Regions from separate parts of the Triticum aestivum genome. Here region 2 is linked to region 1. Evidence: chromatin contacts called from public Hi-C data. All regions are on one chromosome and are shown on one strand. The core of a region is the stretch at or near the end of the contact, and the rest is flanking DNA. Distances in the headings are between cores, read along the strand shown.

Region 1 (4,338 bases), core at 1,224-3,723:
AGACCCAATTGTTGTTATTCCATGAGATCCATTCGTCACAAGTTAATGGTTTATAACACGGGGAAAGTTAAACATTTGCATAATTCCCTAGACCATGAGAGTCGAGTTCCTTCATACTTGCTTCATGAATTTTGGTATTTGTCAAACTTCATCCGTAACAGGATGGCAATTACGACATCTTACAGGTTCACAGAAAATAATGAAAAGGGATTAGATAGCTCGAGACTGGGATTTGCTCCTCCGTCGATAGAGAGATATTCCTTGGGCCCTCTCGGTGTCACGGTGTCCATCATCGTCTGGCCAGGCACAATGTGATTTGATCACCGGGACGCCGATACATGGGAACGAGAAAAGAGAGCAAAACTTGTAACAAGGAAACTGGCATAATGAACAAGTTGTTGATTCAGAGTGATGCTGATAAATCTCACCTCCGATCTTTATAACATATCACGAAGTAATAGGAATAGCACATGGTAACTAAAGGTTCACTCGAATATCCATTTGTGTGGGCACAGGGCTCAATTTGGATGTCCACAGTTCCACTATTGATCATTGGTCGGAAAGTGTTCCGATTATGTCTATATTTCACCGAACCTACGGGTCACACACTTAAGAGTCATCCATCCGCTGAGTACTAGGTTAGGAGAAAGAGAGAAAGTCACCGGAAAAGTTTCGGAGACACTGAAAATGTTTTAAAGAAACTAAAAAAAATTCAGAGTAAGCCATCAAGCCTTATTATCCTTAGGATCCTCAGGCAATTCATGCGGGCTGCCACGACTATTTATTATCCTTCGGCAATCCGCTAGCCTTTATGCCTACTTTGATTCAAGGGAAAAAACGCAAAACACAAGTTTGGGTGTCGAGGTTACACAAAACCACAACTCTAGTACTACTCGGTAACAGAAAACATAAAACTGCTTCAGTTAGTTAGTTTTAGGAGAATTATGACATGTAGGTCCCATGTTAACTAACTATATAGATGGCTTGGCTTGAGAGGTCCTTAAGATGATTTGAGCTTAGCTAACTTATAAAGTTAAATCATTTAAAAATCTTAAAATGGGTTAAAAAATTCAAAGTTTGGACAGTTATCTTATAGATGTGGCCAAATTTCGGTGGAAAAATTCAAAAATCAGAAAAATTCTAGTAATTCAATACATTTCCAAAGATCTATCTGATAAATCTTTAATCCATTTTTCCTAGCCATTTTAAATTTTCACTGTTCTTGTAAGATTTGACCAACTTTTCTTAAAAAAAAGTTTTCAACATAAATATATTTCTTACAGTAATTCAAAACATCTTAAACGACCAATCTGTAAAATTTTCATCCAATTTATCACAACTATTTTTTGATTTTGTACAATTTTTGTAAGATAAAACTTGTCGACAAGTCCATTTCAATCAATCCGGTTTTGACTCTTATCTAGCCACCTCGGCTCCTATCTAACTGGCTCAACGTAGGCCGAGCTCCGGTGTGTGCTCAAGCTAAAAATTAGCTATCAGTCTATCACCGACTAGTGGGGCTCTGTCGTCATATCTATGCTCAACTGGTTGTTTTGTTGTTTGTGTTACCAATTAGTCCTAAAGCTGTGATTTTTGTTGAAATCCCCTAAAGTTGTGGTTTTGTGTAACCTCAACCCCAAAACTTGTTTCTTTGTGCAATTTTCTCTTAATCCTTTGAATCTAAAAGATGCTTGGTTTGGACAAGGCTTGATAGGGTCTCCCCTGATTTCATCTGGAAATCCGACGACAAGAAACATTTTTTTTAAAGACCACACAAGGACAAGAAACATGAGGTGGAGGTCATTCTCTAGTGAACTGCAAGACAGTTTGTCGCTCCACTTACTGAAAAAAAATGAATTCCTGCTGATTACTTACTGCGAACTGAGGAGTGCCGTTCAACACTGGCAGTTATCCTCAAGTCAGAGTCAGTGATTGGTAATCCTTCTTTGTTGACAGAGTGCACTCCAGCACTTGCTAGGCGCAGAGGACGGAAACAGCGGAGCCTTTTCTTTACACATGCCAAGAGAGGATGACGATGAAGTGTCCGATGGTGATAAGCAGCGGAGCCATGGCTCCTCGCAGCCGAGAAACTTTTATGAAGCGAACCAATTCAGGCATGACATCTGGGTCACACCCAGAAAACAACCAACAACCCTCTCTATTACTTACGCATGTCAAAATAAGCTGCCAAGTTACCACTTATCACGCCGCTGTAGAAAAAGAGGAAGGAAACAAAAGAAGGGAACGGCACCAAAACAATGGATTCGGCATCAATTATTGCACGGGAGGAAGCAGCTGGTAGATCCCAGAGAAGGAAAACGGAAAGTCTTTGGCGGCCGAAGACCGGCTGGCGGGCTGGCGAGGGTGCAAATGCATTTCTGCTCTTGCGCACCGCGCTTCCCATTTTTTCCTTCTCTCCCTCTGTTCAAAATAAGCTGCTGCCCAATAATTCACAGCACACTGCACATAATTCAGTTCTTTATGGTTTCGCGGAAACCTGGAGTCCAAACTCCGAGCCACCCCTCCTCCTCCTCCTCCTCGTTTTGGCTCCCACTGCATGCCCAGCCGATCCCTCTATTTAAACAAAGGCCTCCTCGCCTTCTCTCTGACTCCTCATCCCAGAACCAGCCCAGTGCGTGCTGAGCTGAGCTGCTGCACACCTTCGCCTGCCTGCCGCCTCCTTGCTACTTCCTCCTCAGGCTTCGTCCCGCCTGCCCCTCTTCAGCCGGCCGACCGAACGTACCTCGCCGCCGGCCGTCCCTGCGTCGCCTTAGCAAGGTAGGTGCTCAGTTACTCGCCATCCCCACCTCCAATGGCCTGTTTCTCTTACGCAAGGAGCACGCATCATCTGTTCTTTTTTCCAACAAAGGAGGGAGAGCTTCGTCTCCTGTTTCCTTTCTTTCTTTCTTTTGGTTTCTAACCATGCGTCTCCAGTTTCTTCGTTTTATTCTCGAGTGTTGTAACACTTATTCTCCTCGAAGTGTTTACTTATTTGATTGTGCATATGCACTGAAATTACATCGCGCAAAGGAATTCTTTCCTTTCTCTCTTCTCTGTAAACACTCCTAGGAAATGAACACCTTTTTACCACTCGCTAACAGAACAGAGGTTTGCTGATACAGAGTAACTGGCCGTGTTAATTAGTTTCAGCTTAGCTGGGCGCACATGTGAGCACTACGTAGTAGTTAATTAAGATTCGTTCCAAGAGTAACGCTTGCTAGTAGTATTAGTACTAGATCAGGTGTGGACGGTGTGGAGTTTGGGGGCCCGGAAGGTCAAGGGTGTGGCCAATGAGGCTGATTTGTGATCTGATCACCACTTAAACTAATGGGGTTTGTTATCATTTGGAAGTGAGTGAGGACGGTGTGCATGACCCAAGAAGATCTGCGGAAAACTATAGAAAACTGGAGTACTACTGGTAGTATACTGCCTCGCGTCATGCCACGCTAGTACTAGTACTAATCTTCGTGCATGAGTTCAACTCAGGGTTGGTGTATCTCTCCCTGGTTTGAAGGTCATAATCGACACAATTTATTTACGAAATATGTAAGTTTTTGTACAGGAATACAAATGAATATACTATTGGTATGAGTATCCCTCTGTTCTTTTATAAAAGAGCATAATCATGCATACATGACAGCAATAGATACTACTCCCTCCGTCCCAAAATAAGTGTCTCAACTCTAGTACAACTTTATACTAAGGTTAGTACAAAGTTGAGACACTTATTTTGGGACGGAGGGAGTACTATTCTTGAAAACAATTTGGGGACCGGAACAAAGTGGTAATTACTAATTAGCGTACACTAACTCTTCTTCAATAGTACAGAGTAATTTGCTTCAATTGTTGTTGTAGTAAAAAACAGAGTAAATGAGGTCACTTATGCTTCAGTCATATGGAGGTTTTTTGACAAGGTATGCGACTGAGATGAGAAGCCTGCTGATTCTTTATCGGTGCAATTCAAGAAAAATTCTTGAAAGGAAATGTTTACATTCACAGGATAGCATATCAGTAGAGAGTAATCCAACAATTACAGATTAATGGTAGTACTAGGTACTCCAGTACACAATCACAAGGCAGGATTACTAAAAATTGAAAGCAACAATTTTGACTAGAATATGGAAACATGCATCGCACCGACTCGTTACATTTATAGTACTAGGGGTTTATTAGGGGCCTGCACTTGCTACCCAATGAACCTTGAGTCTTGCTTAGGAACAAAGGAATCATTCTTTTGGTTAGTTTCAATGCTCCCACGCCGGATTTAAGCCAGCCTTTTATTCTTGGAAATGTAAAAAAGTTATACTTACTTGGTTTTCACACCACTGCCATCTCAAA
Region 2 (4,338 bases), core at 564-3,063, 290 kb before region 1:
AACACATGAAGGATAGATACTCTCAACTAGATAATAACCCATGTTGTATTCATGCCCATTGACAGTATAGTGGCAATGAAAAGCATTCCCTTCAATTAGCATAGCAAACAATAGTGATCGCTGCAGCACATTGATGTCATTATGAGACCCGAGCATGCCAAAGAAAGTGCGTCAAGAATGATGGTGGGCTTCAACACAACCCTGATATTGCCCTTGTAGAGATTTTGGGCAGTTTTGCCATCTCCAATGCATGCAGTCAAGAGATCTGAGCAAACTTGGCCACCATCTAGCTTTAGACATTGCCAAGATCCTCTCGGTGTTTGCAATAGTTGGTTCTCCCAGATACTGAGGTCCAAACACCGAGAACACGACAGTAGCAAATCTTACCATGGCATCTTCGCACGTGCTTTCAGACATCCGTTGGTATTCGTCCCACGAATCAACGCCCGTGCCATATGCAAACATCCACAGTGTGGCCGTGCCATAACCAGAGAACCTAATCCTTCCCGCGGCATCCTTCTTCAAAATGAAGTAGTCATCAAAGGACCGGACACAATGGTAGAGATGATCGAAGACATTTTTTCACATCTAAAAGTGGCGGCAAAAATTGTTAGCAAATACTGCATCCGGGGAAAAGTAGCCGTTCATCAATGTCAAATGGCCACGCGCCCTGTTGCGGTTGAGCACTCGATGACCCTTGATTGATCTCTTGAAATTGAGAACATGCTCTTCCGCACGCTCCTCGTCTGCAAGGACCGCCTGCATCATCGCCGTCTCATCCATTTAGTCCTCCCCGTCGGACGAGCCATCAGACGACTCAACATAGTGCTCGTATATGTACTTCATAGCCGAATCCATTGCTTCAAAGAAGAAAGGTACAAAAAATTAGTATGTGCATTTCACCGAACACTTGCCAGACATGGTGAGTATCGTAGGGGTGGATGGTACCTGTGCGGTGGATGGAGGAGAGGTGTGGAACGGCGGCGAAGGAGAAGTGGCATGGAGCCCGGGTGTAGCGTTGGAGGAGACAGAGCCGTCGAGTTCCGGCACGGGTGTGGCGGGGCGGTGGAGCGACGATGAAGACAAGAGAGAAAACGAATGCAGTGAAAGATGGGAGGATGAAGGTGCGTGGCCCGGAGGGGTTTTGCGTGAATCGGGGCTGTTGGAGTCCTACGTGGCTGCTGTCCAAACTCCTGCAAAGCCCTCATAGTTTGTTTCAACTTTGGGAACAGGTGAAAACCACGAGAAGAAGATGTTTTGAAGTTTCAAAAAAATCTGAAAAAATACGGGATGTTAAGAGGATGATGTTGTATTGCCACACAAAAATTTAAGTTAAAATACATTACGAGATGTGAGCTATGAAAAAGACAAAAATCAGCGTTGAGTACTACCGAACAATAATGTCACTATTCAGGGCTGAATTTGTCTTCTTCATAACTTACATCTCGTAATGTGTTTCAACTTGAAATTTCGCGTGGCAATAAAAATCACCCTCTTAACATCCCGTATTTTTTCTTATTTTTTCAAAACTTTAAAATATGATTTCCACAAAGTTTTAATTGAATATTGGTTTCCGTATGATATTCTTCCTTCAACTTTGTGGGGAAAAATGCGTCCGAACTGATACTGTCCCATATTGGATAGCTAAACTTGTACAGACCGCAATGTCCGGATGGTTGCGATAGGTTAGAGGGTCCGCTTTACTTATGCCCTTACAAATCTACGATCAACAAAAAAATAGACGTGAACAGATGCGCTCGGCTGTTCTCATTGTCGTGTAGCATTTCACCAGTTGGGGGGTGGTATGACGAGACGAGGTGCGCTAGCCGCTCGGTCATGGTCTTCGATCGCAGTCGCCGTCGTTGACTGCTGCATGCAGGGGAAGCTGGACCGCTCGCTGAAGCTTCGCGCCCGACGAGTCGCGACGGTATCGAACGAGCGTCCAAAAGTTGTACGCAGATGCGTGCAATCCGTTTGCTTTCCCTACTACTAGTACCACTGGACCTGCTAGTAGCAGCACGACTGTTGCGATATGCATGCATTTGTGTGGCCTGATTGAGATTCCTAATCAATAGGACGAAGAGTCTTCGCATGTTTCGGTCCTACCTTTTGCTCGTATCACGGGAACGACCGTAGAAAAGTAAACAACCAAAGGAAAGCAAGGTGGTTACTGGAATTACATGGAGTTTCTCAGGTTGAGCTCGTGTGAGCTAGAGTGAATAATAATAAAAACCAAATAATAGAAAATATGTTTTAAAATTCTGATATTTTTTACAATAAACATTGTTGTCTGTTTTACATGTGTGCAACTTTTTGCGATGAAAGCATATTCATGGAGGTCTGAGAAAAACATTTTGGAGCATCGGTTTTTTTTGCTCTCGCCTTCAAGAATACGATTTCAATGCAGAGATTTGCACATGTGAGACACATGTCAATGTTCTTTGCCGAAAAAAATCAGATTTTTTTAATGATTTTCTATTCTTTTTCTTTAGATTTTACTGTTTACCCAAACTCACATGAGCTAGAAGCTGGAGCTAAGACGAGGACGTTCAGGGGAGCTCTACAAAACTAAAGAGTCAGAAAGTATCACTGCGAAAGAATCTCGTGATCCTTCACATATCGCAATTAGTCTTTCTTTGGTTTCATACAACCGCAAGCTAGGAAGAAATTATGTTAAGACACGAGTGGTGGTTAGCATAAAAAATTCAAAAGAGCATATCTAATGCTGTTACATAGTCTTATTTTCTCTTGCGAAGTATATGTTCTTATGGAACAAAATATTTAAGTCATATTACAAGTTCATACATGTTGCAGCAACAAGTATATTGACTCAAATTCTAATTTGAAGAAGAGGAACAAGACTATGATCTGAAATGTTCAATTGAAGACTATTTGGACCATTAATTCAAGTGCATCTCTAATTCAGGAGTAAATTATCAAAACCCATCACATTTGAGGCTAGGGTTAATACCCCTACCCTAAATAAATAATTGTTATTTTATTGTTGCATCATCATGTCATCATGTAATATTCTCAAACACATGAAAAATACCAAACACCCAAAACTAAGTTATTTTCCATTAAATGTTATTCATGTTTTTATCAAAACCATTTCCCCTATTGTCCTTGTGCTCCAAGATAGAGTCCCAGACTTTGCACATGGTATTCCTACAGTGTTTGGGCCCCCACAAATTACTTGCAATTTATTAGTAAAAACGAATTAGCCACATATACCTTCTTATTAGGCCAGCCTACATTGTTCACAACCATTCCAGTCTAATAGGACCAACTGTCACCTTCCTATAAATAGCCAACTCCTTCCCTACAATTAAGGAAACCCTAGACTAGCTCCTTTACACCTAACCATAGCCGCCGCTCGACCCGCCGCCACCCTCTAAAGCCCATCAGAGTTTGCAGTAGGCCCGCACGCAAGCCCGCATTGCCACCACGCGCCGCCGCCACCACGCCATGGTGCCTCGTCATGTGTGCTATCACACCTCCGGCGATCTTGAACAACAGCAACCGCCCAAGCATCGTATCACTGCGCCTTTCCTGGCACCTTCTCTGCCATTCCCTCACCGCTGCCACTGCGCCTTGCCCTGCCGTCAGGGTCACCTACCTCCACGCACCGCCACGCTACACCGAGCTGCTAGCGACGCTAAGTGCCGCCGTCGCTGACACACTGCAACCACGGTGCCCTGCAAGAACACGTCGATGTCACCGACCTTGCATCGCAGCTGCCCCACGTCCTCCCAGTGCTGGCGACTCCCACCTTGTCCTTGCATGGACTGTATGCACTCACGCGCCCGGCCGACTTCACATGTGCCGCGCCCTGCCCCATGATGCCCTTTGCACTACAAAAAAAAACACATCCGTGACATTTTGGACCGAACGAATTTTTTTCCTGTCATGCTTACTTCTATGACGATATTGTGACAAAACCCGGTATCATCATAGATGTGGTGGGCTCCTACTTCTATGACAAAAAATCATGACACAAAATGGGCTTTTCGTCCTGGGCGGGCCGGAGACGCAACTGCATGACATTCTTTGGGCCGTCCATGACGGAAAAAACCGTGGTAGAAGCGAGGGCGAGGAAAATATCGGGGAGTGCCCGGTTACGGTGGGTGGTCGGGGCCAAGCGATGCACGGAGGTTTGCGCGTTTCTCTCGTACACGTACGCGCATGTGTGTGAGGCGTTGCGCTCTAACTGAACCCGAGCGAGGCGTTGGGCTCTAACTGAACCCGAGCGATTGCACTGCAGGCTACGCGTTGCTGAACCCGAGCGATCGATCGATGGCTGTTAACTGAACCCGATCGACCAGTTCCTTCTCTACT

Evidence for each region. A called contact is a pair of places that touch in the nucleus more often than the background predicts.
Region 2: a contact with region 1 is called in a Hi-C map of leaf, with 4 times the contacts expected there. The contact joins the enhancer-like site here to the promoter of LOC100682483 in region 1. A contact is called at or near these places in 4 of 5 Hi-C or Micro-C datasets (leaf and an unstated tissue) and 1 of 1 datasets of contacts at active chromatin or transcription factors (leaf).

Annotation. Positions count from the first base shown.
Region 1 is chr2D:369,933,820-369,938,157 of IWGSC CS RefSeq v2.1, reverse strand. It overlaps LOC100682483 (potassium transporter 1), which reads left to right and starts at 2,473. Exons shown (of 10, transcript XM_044476616.1): 1 at 2,473-2,778.
Region 2 is chr2D:370,228,051-370,232,388 of IWGSC CS RefSeq v2.1, reverse strand. No RefSeq gene overlaps it. Among protein-coding and RNA genes, the nearest start is that of LOC123053193, 110 kb to the left of the region's middle. Within about 2 kb of position 1,813, at least 1 of the 8 cell types and tissues checked has an H3K27ac peak or open chromatin away from gene starts, as enhancers often do. A contact at or near this core is called in leaf, where this site is marked.